Regions from separate parts of the Mus musculus genome. Here region 2 is linked to region 1. The links are chromatin contacts, called in public Micro-C maps. All regions are on one chromosome and are shown on one strand. The core of a region is the stretch at or near the end of the contact, and the rest is flanking DNA. Distances in the headings are between cores, read along the strand shown. Region 1 overlaps Rps15a (ribosomal protein S15A). Region 2 overlaps Gm34999 (a long non-coding RNA gene).

Evidence for each region. A called contact is a pair of places that touch in the nucleus more often than the background predicts.
Region 2: a Micro-C map of the G1E-ER4 cell line shows a contact between it and region 1. The contact joins two enhancer-like sites. A contact is called at or near these places in 4 of 39 promoter capture datasets (the C10 cell line, the HPC-7 cell line and pre-B cells), 17 of 484 Hi-C or Micro-C datasets (B cells, the C10 cell line, CD4 T cells and 12 more), 13 of 115 datasets of contacts at active chromatin or transcription factors (the 230-238 cell line, CD8 T cells, the HPC-7 cell line and 6 more) and 3 of 9 other capture datasets (adipose tissue, bone marrow-derived macrophages and liver).

The regions. Positions count from the first base shown.
Region 1 is chr7:118,102,455-118,109,587 of GRCm38.p6, forward strand. Rps15a (ribosomal protein S15A) reads right to left here. Exons shown (of 5, transcript NM_170669.2): 5 at 1,920-6,739. The coding sequence ends at 6,646. Among named protein-coding and RNA genes, the nearest start is that of Rps15a, 10 kb to the right of the region's middle. Within about 2 kb of position 2,412, at least 106 of the 459 cell types and tissues checked have an H3K27ac peak or open chromatin away from gene starts, as enhancers often do. A contact at or near this core is called in CD8 T cells, the G1E-ER4 cell line, the HL-1 cell line and 5 more, where this site is marked.
Region 2 is chr7:118,272,488-118,279,620 of GRCm38.p6, forward strand. The region is part of intron 2 of Gm34999 (a long non-coding RNA gene); the gene reads left to right. Among named protein-coding and RNA genes, the nearest start is that of Gm23229, 3.8 kb to the right of the region's middle. Within about 2 kb of position 2,989, at least 94 of the 459 cell types and tissues checked have an H3K27ac peak or open chromatin away from gene starts, as enhancers often do. A contact at or near this core is called in CD8 T cells, the G1E-ER4 cell line, the HL-1 cell line and 5 more, where this site is marked.

The DNA of each region.
Region 1 (7,133 bases), core at 1,162-3,661:
ACTCCATGAAACTGCAGAGAGGATGCTTGAAGCACTCATGGGAGCCTGGAGAGAATTTAACAAGACTCATGATGGATTGATAACTGGTTTTAATTTTATTTAACTTTTTATTGATTCTTCATGAATTTCATACATGCAACCCAACCCCACCCATCTCCTTGTTCTCTCGTACTGTCCTTCACCCTTGCAACCTCCCACCAAAAAAAAAAAAAAACCTGGTGTGGAAGCTGCAGTGTGCATGTCCCACAGTACACCCTTTTGTCCATACTCCTTTGCTTGCAAATGTTCATTGCAATGAGTCATTTGTCTAGTTCAAGGCCTCTGGCTTCTGCTACACTATCAATACTGGAAACTTACTAGGACTCCCCTTGGACACCCTACTGTCACCCTGTGTCGTGGAGATCCTGTAGCTTTAGATGTGTAGGACTTGCCCCTTCATGCTCTCCAGCAGTCCACAGATGGAGTTGATATTGGGGTGTGCCAACTCAAAGCCCTGGATCTGGGCCTGGATGGTATCTGAGCTGCTCACCTGCCAGCTCTCCCACACCCACAGCACCAGGGAAAGCTCTCCTGCACTGCAACTGTTAAGGGCAGAGCCAGTTCTCCCACTCTCATGCCCTTGGGCGGCTCTGCCACTTGCTACAGGTGGTAAAGAGTGGGGGAGGGAGCATGTTTCCCCTCACCTATGCCACCACACAACAGATAAGTGGCAGGGCCAGCTCTGCCATGCTCACACCCTTGGGGCCAGTTTACCAACAACTCCCACTACCAGGGCCAGCTCTACTGTGCTTCCTAGGTGAGGTGTAGGACCTGCAGCCGGCTAGGGGTGGATAGGGTGAGCTCTCCTACTCTCCACCTTCATGGCTAGCTCTCCTAGGGCTGGGAGGCAAGGGATGGGGCCAGCTCTGCACAATCCTCATACAATGACAGGGCAGCAGCCCAGACCAGGGACATCTGACTAGCCTTTGGTGGTAACAAAGGACCTAAAGACCAGGACCTCACTACGGCCTTAGGTGGTACTCAAATCAGGCTCCTTGATTCTCTAGTTCTGCCTCTCTTCATTGTGCACATTCTTCTGTTTCTTTCTCTTCCATCTCTCTACCACTTGGTCATCCTAGTGGTGCCCAGTCTCTGGGTGTCTGGGGTCCTCTTAGGAATGGTCTCAGAAGTGCTATACCTTGCCCATGCCATGTGGCACCAGGTGGAAGTTGTCTTGGGCGTGGTTTTGAAATCAGTTTTGAAAGGATGAAAGGATTGGGCTAGTTCAGATATGCAGATCTTGGAGTAAGTGAGCAGTGTACATATCTGGTTATCCATGGAGACAGGAGGGAGCCACCATGAGTCTCCACGTGCGAGTTTGCATCCCCATTCATCACACACCCAGGGCTTCCCCTCTCCTCTCTCCAGACTTCACACTGTGCAACTATAGCCTATGCCAGAAGGTTCAACCATACACAAGGCTTCCCCACACACCCACAGTTAAGACTATTACTTAAGCAAGAAAGACAGCTGTAAGAAGCTAATTAGGAAACCTTCAGAACAAAGAAATTGCTGAAGAAATTGACCTTGGAGAATACTAGGCCAGGACAGCTTAGAAGAGCCCAGGCAGTGACACTCTGAGATTATCAAGGTTTCTAGCAACCTGTCCCAAATGAAAATTGCTGCGTACAAGGGTCAGCCTCCTTCGACTGTGTGCACAGCTGGGAGTGTGTGTGTGCTGAGTGGCTTTAAGCAGCAGTCAGGCAAGGTGACAGACCCAGAGGTGTGACATGGCCAGTGCCCAGCAGTCTTGAAGGAGCAAGAAACCAATGTTTTGTTTGTTGCAAGTCCAGCTGCTCACCACACCATAGTGTGATCAGGTAGAAACCAGGCAAGCTTATTCAAAAGGTCACCAATTCAGAAGCCATTCAGACAAGAGGTTTTAAAAAAAATGCTTTATTTTATTCACACACACATGTTCGCACAAAGAGAGGCCATAAATTCGAGAAATTGAGTAAGAGGAGAGCACATAGGAGAGGTTGAATGAAAAGGACAGGGAGAGAGGCCAACATAATTGTATTTTACTTTCAAAGACTTAAAAAATCAGAAATTTCATTTCATTACTCCATCTCCCCCCACCCCACCCCCAGGCGTGTACAAGCACACTTGAAGGCCAGAGGAGGGTGTCAGACTCCCCGGAGCCCAAGTCATAGGCTAGTGTGAGCAGCCCGACGGAGGTGCTGGGGACCGAACCTGAATCCACTCAGGAGCAGCAAGTGCTCTTAACAACCTAGCCATTGTCCCAGCCCCTAAATTATCTCATTGATAAGACCAAGAACCCAAAAAGGAATTTCAGTAACAACAGTTCAGCCCTGATTCACCAAGAATGATGGTGACTCATCATCTTTGCTATCTATACTTTCTGCTGACTCACAACTCCTGGTCACTCAGGTTTCTGCTGACTCATGATTCCTGTCAGCTGACTCAAGACTTCCATTATAACTTCCCTTCCCCTCATCTCTCTGCTTCAGGCCCCAAATACTTACTGCTTCTCTTTGCCCTCATTCATCATCTACAGAAAAGGATCTCAATTTTCCCAATACCCCTGGTTATTAGATTTCCCACATGGCAGCCTCACTAGCCCCCATCACTCTGAGTACAAAAGCTGAGAAGAGTGAAGAACCCCCCAGGGGCTGTTATTAGGACTGCAGACATACTATAGTCAGGACAGGTCAGTCCGGACTCCACATCTTCTTCCCAGAAGCATTCAGACTCCCTCTCAGGATTAAAAACAAGTAAAATAGTGTTATGCCAAGCACCACTTTCATTTTACAGTTTATCCCAAGCCTGACCACAGTACTAGAACATAGCCTCTTTGTACCCATTTCACAGAAATGAAAACCTATTTAGAAGGGACACTCAAATTCATGCTTCAAGCAACTGGCAGGATACGATAGATCTGAATGCTGAGGCTTCTTCAGTAGGGCTCACCATAGTCATAAATAAAACCATAATCTCAAAACCATTATGTCTTAAGTCAGAGTTTCTATTCCTACACAAAACATGACCACGAAGCAAGTTGGGGAGGAAAGGGTTTATTCAGTTAACACTTCCACACTGCTGTTCATCCCCAAGGAAGTCAGGGCTGGAACTCAAGCAGGTCAGGAAGCAGGAGCTGATGCAGAGGCCATGGAGGAATGTTACTGGCTTGCTTCCCCTGGCTTGTTCAGCTTGCTTACAGAACCCAGAATTACCAGCCCAGAGATGGCACCACCCACAAGGGGCTAGCCCCCATCCCCCCATCACTGAGAAAACTGCTGAATCTCATGGAGGCATTTCCTCAACTGAACTCCAGCTTGTGTCAAGTTGACACAAAACCAGCCAGCACACTTCGTAAATGAAAAACCCATTTAATGTACTGCCATTCTACACAACGTTGCCATTCTATACAACATGTAGGCTCAGCAGGCAAAGGTGCTTGCTGCCAATCCTGACTGGATCCACTGTAAAGAGAACCATTTCTCGACAGCTTGACCTCAATCAAGGCAAAAGCTTACACGTGCATACATTTAGTAGTTTACTAAGTAAACAATTAAGGTCGGTGCTGGCTCACCCCAGCCTTCCTTGATTGTTCTGAGAACGCGTGGTTATCCTATTCAATCTAAAGCAACCCTTATTTTATACTCAAGTGATAATCCCCTGCGGCACCCCACTTGCTGTGCTGTACGAGTGGTGAGAACTATGGTGTTCCTGTGGACATGCCTGCCATGCAATGCAAACACCTCAGGGGGCCAGACTAGGCCACACTGCAAGACCTGCTTTTAAAAGAGGGGAAAATGGTGCTGGAGAAATGGCTCAGAGAAATAGCTGCTCTTCTAGAGGATGTAGGTTTGCTTCCCAGCATCCACTGGGGCTTAAAAACTGTCTATTAACTATAGTTAAAAGGGAATCTAACACCTCTCCTGCTTGGGCACTGCACCCATGTAGTGTACACATGTAGAACTAATTAAGTGGGCCTGGTTTCTCTCTGGTGAGGACTCAAGGTCAAAAGAGGGAGGTGGGAGGGAGAATGGGGTGGATGAAAAAAAGGCCACCCTATGGGTTTGCTATCAGGGATCTCTCAAATGCCGGTCTCTGGGACACTGGAGGCATAAACTGCATAACCCAAGGTAGCTCTTGTTCAAATTAATCAAGGATCTCCAGATAAACCAAAGATGTAGCCAAGAGAGATGCCATCCTTAGGGGTAAGGTAAGAAAGATGCTGAGACAGGCAAGCTTGAAATTTCCACTGAACCTACAATAGTTTTTGGATGGAGGAATGAGTGACAGGTAGGTGGGTTACATAGGGGGATGAACAATGCAGGCATGAGATGGAAATAGGTAGCAGACTTGCCCTCCGGCAGCCTATAGTCTGATAGGCTGACAGTATAGTCTGCTAAATTTAGGACTCTTCCAACAACTTCACATCTACCAAGGAGACAGCAGAATTTGGTAAGTCTATTCATTTTGTGCTGACCATCCAGGCCAGAGCACATTAGGCTCTTGATAGTGTTCTTGTCCCTTCATACTTCTTCACTGACCAAAAGCCCAAGCTAAAGGTATGGCCTGGGTGACTATGCCCCTCTATGAGGAAGGGGACACAATCACTTTCCCTATGGCTAGGTAGGTATTGAGAATTCACCTGTCAGCCAGGCATGAAGGCTCAGGCTCATGCTTTAATCCTAGCAGTTGGGAGGCAGAGGCAAGCAGATCTGAGTAAAGACCATCCTGGGTCTACAGAGCAAGTCCCAAGAAAGCCAAAACTACACAGAAAAACCCCATCTCAAAAAAAATAAAAGATAATCTTTAAAAGACCACTCATCACATGACATAAATCTATAATCCTAGAATTTGGGAGGCTAAGGCAGAAAGATTACAAGTCTGGGACCAACACTTCTTGCATTTGGCTAGCCCAGGAAAAATCCTAACACTGTCTCAGAATAAAAAAATTTTTGAAGGACATGGAAAGGGAAGGGGGCTTAGAATCAATCATGTGTAGAGTACACATGATACTCTAAATTGCAGTGTAACCGACCACTAATCTACAAATGAGCAAGCTTAACTTCCTACACAAGGATAGGAGGGATAGAAGCCGTGGGAGGGACTCTGATATCCACTCGAAGGAAAACCTCACTTGTAAAGATAAGAGGATTATTTGACTATGAAATATGCTTAACAACTGAACAGGAAGCTAATTTTGATCCTCAAAGAGAAAGACAGCACCAATTAATGGGAACTGCCATTTCCCCAGAGCCAATAAGCTAAATAAAACTGAATTTGTTTCCTTACAACATATCAAACACTGACACTGGACTTTCCTAAACAGCCAACTGCCAGACTAGGGGACTTGAGATCCACTTTCCCAGGCTCCTCCTTCCCTTGGGATCACCTCCAGGGAACTCAATAGAGCCACCTGCTTCTTATGGAAGATGGCAACGATGGTTGGGGCAGCTCATCCTGTCAGTCAAGGCAGGAGCAGCACCAAAATGAGGGAGGGTACAGCTTCCCACAAACTTTGTGCCTCACACACAGTAAACACTTTCAGTATTTTTGTCACAGCAACTAGTAAGTAGTAGACACACAGAGACCTTGTAAACTTTCCTGCATGGACAAATCATCAACAGATCTGAGCAAAGTCTGGGGGTAGAGATCCCCCAAGTTCGGCAGGTCGCAGAGCAGAGCTCATCAGCATGGCAGGACACAGCACCAGTTGTAGCGTTTTCTCAACTAAAGCAGGTACATTATTTCAAACTGGTTTTTCCAACAGACAAGTCCGAGGGGCTTCTGTTGTTCTGAAGAGCCACGTGGGTGCTGAGTGACCAAATGACTTGAATTTAATACCTATTTTAAATGTTATGGCAGACTAAGTCCACAATTCACAACCTCTGAAGCTACTACTAGAAGCTGTAGGGATGGAACTTAGTAGGAAGACAAGTCTCTGGGGAATGGCTCCTTAGTTCTGGGATGAGCAGCTTGGTTCCACCAGGTGTCCACCCACCAGATACTAACCATGGACAGTGAAACCAGAGCCATACCAATGTTTCATTTGATGTATGTTCCACAGCAACAAAGCTAATAAGTCACCATGCTAGGCATGGTGGCACTTACCTTTAAATCTGGGAGACAAAGTGCAGACAGATACCCTGGAATAACCTGCGAACCCAACTCAAGCTCCAAGCCTTTTTTTTTTTAAACCAGCTGTCAACCTTTATATGGTTTCTGAATCTAGACTAGCCTTGATACCCAAGAAATGGCATTTTTCAGGGCTGAGATTAAGAGCCAACAGTGTGACAGAATGTAAGTCTACCAAGTCTGGGTGATGAAAGGGGGCTGTAGGCAAAGACCCATACAGGAGGCCTGTGCTTCTCATTGGCAAATAAACCAGACTCACTGCACACTCAAGGGACCATCCTGTCATTAACCACCTTATGCTGATGTTACTGGCATACAACCCAAGCTGGAGGTGAAGTGAAGACAATGGTCATGCTTTCAATATCTACATAAAACCTCACAGCTGAGCATCACCAGAAGTGTCACCAGTCAGCACAGCCAGCTACTCTGCTGCAGAGATTCAAAAGGACTGACCCTGAGCACAGTCCACAAAGGCTTTTTATTTATGCTTTACGTTTAAAAAAAGAATCCCAGGATTTTCCCTCCTGTATGTTTTCGTCTTGCCTCTTCATGGTCCATAATGCCAGCCGAGGTTGTCAGCACAATGAAGCTATGAAGGAAACAAACACGCTGGTGAGTAACTATTCCAACCATGCTTCACTCTGCTCACCACCACCCTTAACAATGCTCAGTTTGCCCTCCTGGGAAGGCACACAGGGACTGTTACTGCCTAGGCAAGTGGGTGACTGACAAGAGGGCAGTGTGAAGGAATGAATGCTGGAACCAAAGATAGATTCCAGCTATACACTGCCCTGACTGCCAATAACACTGGGAACAACTAAGCTTAAAAGACAAAAATTAGGGGGCTAGAGAGATGGCTCATAGGTTAATAAGTGCAGAGAACTCCTGAGTTCCTTCCCAGCAACCACATGGTGGCTTCACAACCATCTATAATGAGATCTGGTACTCTCTTCTGGCCTGCAGAACACTGTATATATAATATA
Region 2 (7,133 bases), core at 1,739-4,238, 170 kb after region 1:
ATGACTAGTTAGCACTTTACTTGGCGGCTGGTATCCTTTTCTTTCATAATGAGCCGCTTTTTTCTCCCAGTCTGTTTCTTCAGAGCACAGGCTCCTTCTCCTAGAGACCTCCGCTAATTGATCTTTCTTCTTTTCCCTTTTTCCTCTTTTTCTTCTAATCTCTCTCCAGGTATTCCTACCTAACCTTAACTTTTCCTCGGGTTCAAGACCCTTGGAAAGGCCTGTATACTTATTTTGTGTACCATATTTCCTTTTTGTTCCTACTCTCTCTCCCCGCTTTACTTCTGATAGCTTGTCCTGAATTTCCTCTAGAATTTTCAGCCCTATCTTAACCACTATATAACATGTGAAAAGGAACAAAAGGGCTTCTAACACTAGAAAAAATTCAAGGCCAAACATAACTTGTAAAGCCATTTTCCACTTTACTTCTGATAGACTGTCTTGAATTTCCTTAGAAAGTTCAAGATCAGACTTACCTCGTTCCCCAGCTGAAAAGTTCTGAATTCATACAGTTGAATCCTTCTTAACAGTCTGCTTTACGGGAACCTTTATCACCGTCGTTCCCCAGCTGATGAGTTCTGAATTCGGCAGTTGAATCCTTCTCAACAGTCTGTGTTACGGGAACCTTTATAAACGTGATCCGCAGTTCTGGTTCCGGAATGAGGGATCCTCCTTGCGCCAGTCCCGAGTTTTTTTCTCGTCCCGGGTTTCGGCACCAATTGTTATTAGACGCGTTCTCACGACCGGCCAGGAAGAACACCACAGACCAGAATCTTCTGCGGCAAAGCTTTATTCTTACATCTTCAGGAACAGAGTGCAAGAAGCAAGAGAGCAAGAAGCAAGAGAGGGAAAAAACGAAACCCCGTCCCTCTTAAGGAGAATTCTCCTTCGCCTCGGACGTGTCACTCCCTGATTGGCTGCAGCCCATCGGCCGAGTTGACGTCACGGGGAAGGCAGAGCACAAGTAGTCATAAGATACCCTTGGCACATGCGCAGATTATTTGTTTACCACTTAGAACACAGGATGTCAGCGCCATCTTGTAACGGCGAATGTGGGGGCGGCTCCCAACATTTCCTGATGAGGGACCTCATGTTCAGGGAAATAAAGTGCCCTGCCCAAGGTCTGTGAGAGCACCAGAGCCTGATAAATTAGAAAGCTGAAAAGAAAAAGGATGGTCAAAACAGAATATAAATATGCATGCCTGCATGTGTGCATGCATGTGCAGAGGCCTGAAGGACACTGGGTAGTCTGTATCACTCTCCACCTCATCCTTTAAGACGGGGTCTCTCATTGAACTTAGAGCTAGGCTGGTAGACAGTAAGCCTCAATTATCTTTCTGTCTCTAACTCCAGAAGCCCTGGGGTCACAGGTATACTAAGGCCAAGTTCAGCTCTATTTTACAGGTTTTTAAATTTAGATACTCTCTCTTGTGCAGCAATTGCTCTTACCAGCCAAGCTATCTCCTTAGACCCCTGGAATTCTTTGTTCTAAAGAGAACATTATTCAAAGAGCTTCCTCAGCCTAGAGCTCTGTGTGTGCCCCTTCCCTCCCCCCTTTTCTCCTTTATTCACCCCAGACAAATGTTTACTGCTGAGCTATTATACATCCCCAGCCTGTCCTATTCTTCTGAGATTCATGTCCTCACAACATGGACCTTCTGACAAGTAAATGTGGCTTGGGATTGGCTTCTCAATTGAGCGCCCTTTGAGGAATTTGACAACTTGGAGGCAGAGAGTTGGGAGCTGTTTATATAATAATGTGGCCTGAAAACAAGCAGGAGCGTTTGTTCGATCGTGGGTTTTGTAGTTACTCCTGCTGCAGAGTCTCCTTCACAAGAGGAAAGCCCTTTACCATCAGCCATTTAGAGAGAAGCCATGTGCTGCTCTGTGGGCTGTGTTCTCCTCCAGCAGGTGCTTTCCGTAACTGGCTGGTTTGCAATGCTTGGGTAACTCCATAGTTTGACCAGGCATTTCCAGATCTTCCCTGGGAGAAAAGAGCCATTGGCTGCGGTTCCTAGGGGAAAACCAGCTCTGACAGCAAAGCTTTTCGAACCCAACCTGTAACTTACACATTAGGAATTGCCACAGGTGATTCTAGTTAGAAGCACCCCTCACTCCAAGGGGTTGACAGCGTCAGTACAGAAGCAGTTTAGGTCACCAGCATCCACAGAGCCACCCTAGGGTCTCAACATGCTTTCTCCTTTGGCCTCATCTGTTGAAAACCCAGATCCCAAAATGTTCTAGAAGCAGTGGTTCTCAGCCTTCCTGATGCTGCGACCCTTTAAGATAGTTCCTTGTTTTGTGGTGACTCCCAATCATAAAATTATTTTTGTTGCTATTTCATAACTGTAATTTTGGTACTGTCATGAATTGTAATGTAAATCTCTGTGTTTTCCAATGGTCTTAGGTGACCCCTGTGAAGGGGTTGTGTGACCCCCAAAAGGGTCGCAGTCCCATAGGTTGAGAACCGCTGCTTTAGAAGGTAAGGCTTTGAGAGCTGGAGATGTTAGCTCAGTTGGCAGAGTGCTTGCCAGGCATGCAGGAAGTCCTGGTTCCTCCCAAAGCATGGGGCAAACACCCAGGTGGTGGTGCATGCCTGCAATTCTAGCATTGAGAGGTAGAGGCCGGGATGGTCAGGCTGTGGAAACTGAGTCCACGAGAAGAGGACTAGTACCCTTAAGAGAGAGGCCTCGCCCTGATATAGCTACCTTTTTACATTACTGTGAAAAAATTTGAAGAGAAGAGAAAGAGTTATTTGGGCTTACAGTTTGAGCAGTCTTCATTTACAACAGCAGAGAAGGCACAACAGACTTCACACTGTGGAGAATGTGTCTAGGATTCCTCAAATTTCCACAGAGCAGGAAGCAGAGACAGAGAGGGGAAGAACTTGGGTTAGAAACAGGCTTGACTATGACCTGTAAGGCGAGGCTCTACTGATCCACTTCCTGTAGTCACGTTCCACATTGTAAGGTTCTCCAATCTTTCTGAACGGTGCCACCACGTGGAGACCAAGTGTTCAAACACTGTAAGGACATTTCGCATTCAAACCATTACCCCTACTGTGGGAAGGTATAGTACAAAAGTTATAGAAGTTAGGTCCTCCTCAGACACTGCATCTGTTGGTGTCTCGACACTGGACTTTCTAGATGGTAGAATTCTGAGAAATGAATTGCTGTTTGTAAGCCGCCAGTCTATCCCAGTCTGTAACATCACGCTGTAGCCTCCCACACAAAGACAAGCATCTACTGGTACATATGGTTCTCTGCTCCTTTGTTTATTTGTTTTGTGAGTCAGAGTCTGGACTATTGTTTGTTTGTTTGTTTTTAAACAGAATTTCACTATGTAGCCTGGCTAAAACTAACGTAGACTAGCCTAGCTTCAAATTCACAGAAATACACCTGACTTTATCTCCCAAGCCCTAGGCTTACAAACTTGAGTCATCCCTTGGGCCTTATTTGATTGACAGACAGGGAGCTCGTCTTGCAGTAGGCTTGGGAGGTGCCACTGCCCATTACTGCACCAGAACCCAGAGTGATCAGCCTAACGGAACCTGCTTTTCCTCAGGCTTTTCTGGAAGTCTGATTGCACAGTTAGTTATTATTTATGGTGGTATGTCTCAGGCTTCTCCCCATTTATTTAACTATCAGCTTAGAATGGATACCCAACTCCTTACTGACAGAATATATGTAACAGGCACAGCTACAACGGCACAGCCATGTAGTGTGTTCGTAGAGCGGGCAGAACTGGATTCTGAAGGAGCCCTGGGATCTCCTTATTGGTCATTACAGGTGACCTGTGCCCTCAGTGTTTTCTCTGGATTCCAAATTCTGCAGAAGAAAAGGGAGGCATTAGGTCCCCAACTTGTAAAAGCTGAGAAGTCCCAAATCAAACTCCAGAAAGAGTCCTACTTATCTTCTGTCTGTCTGTCTGTCTGTCTATCTATCTAGGTATCCCCCTCCCTCTCTTGAAATCTGCAACCCACAATCTTGGAGGCTAACAAGGGGAAAAGGATGAGGGGAGGGCTTCTCTTAGCCGCACAGACTCCTGGGACATCACTGTAAGCCTTTGACAAAGTTTGTACTCTCCAGCAGTAAATTTCTTTTTATTTATTTACTTATTTATTTTTAGAGACAGGGTTTCTCTGTGTAGTACTGGCTGTCCTGGAACTCACTCTGTAGACCAGGCTGGCCTCGAATTTAGAAATCCACCTGCCTCTGCCTCCCAAGTGCTGGGATCAAAGGTGTGCGCCACCACCAACCCGCTGGTAAATTTCTTTATGTTGTGTATTTCTTCACTTACTTATTTGACAGGTGGTCACGTGTCTAGGGTGTGAAACCGCTCTGTACCTGAGGACCTTGAACTTTTGATCCTCCAGCCTCCGACTTCCTTCGGAGTACTGGCCACCACACCCAGTTTCAGCTTTATTTTTGAGATAGAGCTTTGGTATGCAGCCCCGGCTGGACTCAAAATCACAACCTGCTTGCCTCCGCATCCTGAGGGGTAGGGTTACAGGTGTGCACCTTCACACCCTGTGGCATCCCTTATTTTAGAGAAAACTGAGACCCGAGGCAGTAAACGGACTCCCTCTGAGTGACCAAACTCTAGCCACTTTCTACCCCATTGTCCCCTCCCCTACGGCTTCACACTAGCACACAGGGACAGGAGTGAAGGGTGAAGGCAGGCTTGAAGACCCCACGGCACATGCGCCACTTAATCACCTTAAAACTGGGCGTGGTGGCACATTCCTGGAAGCCCTGGAGACAGGAAGAAGTTTAAGATCATCCTTGGCTAAAAATAAGTTTGAGGCCAGCCTTCATGACATGCGACCCTGTCTCAAAGCAAAAATAAAACACAACCAACCAACCAACCACCACCACCACCACCCAAAAAAACCAAAAAACAAAACCCACATGTTTTTAAAAACAAGATTTCTCCTCCCTTCATCACTTTCAAGCAAAGGGCAAAAAAAGTAAACTAAGGTATGGACTAGATTACCACAAAAGGTTTTTTGTGAGTTAGAAACTTCCAGAACAATAAGGTTTCTGCCCCTCTCGCTCACAAGTTTTGCGCATTCCACTCTGTGGCACTTTCTACGTGTTTAAGGAAACCCTTAGTCCAGATGCAACTTTGTTCCAATTCTGAGTCAGCCTTGGTTTCACTTTCAAATCACTGCGTAGCAGTCTGGTAAAACGTTGAGTAAGGAGTAAGAAGGGAAAGCTGGAGGGTGGGGCTGGGCGGGGCGAGTGAGCAATAGCTTGTTCAGAGGATGCCACCGGGGAGTAACAGGCAGTAATTAATAACATGGCGGTCAGAGTCACAGCCCTAGTGTTAATTAAAGAGCTTCCTCCTTGCTGGCTTATTCTCTAGGGCCCCCTTGGAGGAGCTCACGGACTTTAATGCTTCTGCCTGAGGTTGTTCGCATCCGTTGGTGGGGACTGGAAGGCCAGGTCCTCAGAGAATCAGAAAACAACACCACAAACCCAATAACCGCCCCTGGGCAGCTGGACTGGCTTCAGGGAGGTACATTGACCTGTACTTCCAAAAGCTTCAGACACATCTCAAATTGAGTTTTTATAACCCGGGTCCTGGCTTTTGTCAGGAGGGTGGGGTCTGGAGGGGACAGCTTCAAGATTAGCATACGGTAGAAGCCAACTGGCATAGAAGCACAAACCTTTCTATGACTATTACTGACCGTTTTTCCCTCTGGTACTTGGGACTTCATCAGGGACGCCCTGGGACTGAGCCATAGCTAAAACATTCCCATATTTTAGTGAGTCAGGAGAATCACCCAGATTGAAGTGTAGTCTGTATGGGCCTTGGGACCAAACTTGGCATTCAGAATTTCTCCCGAGTGATACTGATGCTCAGGGCCGTGAATAGACTTACAAGAAAGAATTAGGACAGTTCTGATACCTGGGTCTTGGTTTTGGGTTGGTGGGGAAGATTGAACAATAGGGTTGTCTGGGGCTTCCAAGAAGGTTCTGGTGTGAAATAGGGTCTGATGTGCATTGGCCTGAGGCAGTGTCAGAGGGACAAGGCATGCTGCTCAGCTGGCAGAGTGCCTGCTTCACATACAAGAAACCCTGGGCTCTGTCCCTAACACTACATAAACACAAGGCTTGGAGTCAAACTTGCAGTTCCAGTGCTTAGGACATAGAGGCAGGAGATGAAGGCCATCCTCAACTACACAGTAAATGTGAGACCAGCCTGAGTTACAAGTGGCTCTGCCTCAAACATTCCAGTAGGTTAGTTTTAAAAAATGTCAGCTAGCCCTGTCCTTCTGAGCTGACTCAGAAGGTCCAGCCTAGCCTGAGGGTCTTCATTTCTAACGGTACTGCTGAAGTTGCCAGTCCAGGGATCACATAGAAAAGATCATCACCAAGAGGAGACCATTGAGCGTCACAGCCATTATCAATGGCAACCAGCCGGTGGCCTCTCTAAGATTTGCTAAATCTCTGATTTATCTACTCCATGTGCCTCAGTTCAGGACAATGTTGCCCCTCTAGAACAGTGAGCAGCTGTCTTATTCCCCAGATAGTGGAGAAGAGGATTCTGGGACTCAGAGAGCTAGGGTCCGCCCCACCAAGTCAGGACCATAATTGAATACCCCACCTTTGGAAAAGAGGGCTCAGCTACCTGTTGTGTAAGCAAAGAGTGGAGGAAGTGAACTGCAACCAACCCTAGGGGCGTGGATGTCCAAAAGAAGAGTTCTCTTTTGGGAACCGGTATGCTATGTGTCAGGCCACTGAAAACTTAGAGGTCATTATTCTGGAGTTATTTCTCTAGCCAATGCAATGTTTTCTCCAGTTTTCATGTTCTTCACAACAGTTAAAAAGAGGAGGGGGGCCGGGCATGGTGGCACACGCCTTTAATCTCAGGAGGCAGAGGCAGGAGGATTTCTGAGTTTGAGGCCAGCCTGGTCTACAGAGTGAGTTCCAGGACAGCCAGGGCTATACAGAGAAACCCTGTCTTGAAAAACAAAAAACAAAACCAAAAAAAAAAAAAAAAAAAAAAAAAACCAAAAGAGGAGGAGGAAGATGATGAAGAGACGAAGAGACAGGGGAGGAAGAAGAAACAATAAAGCTGAGAAGAGGAGAGGGGAAGACAAGATGTGGTGGTGTGCTCTTCTATCA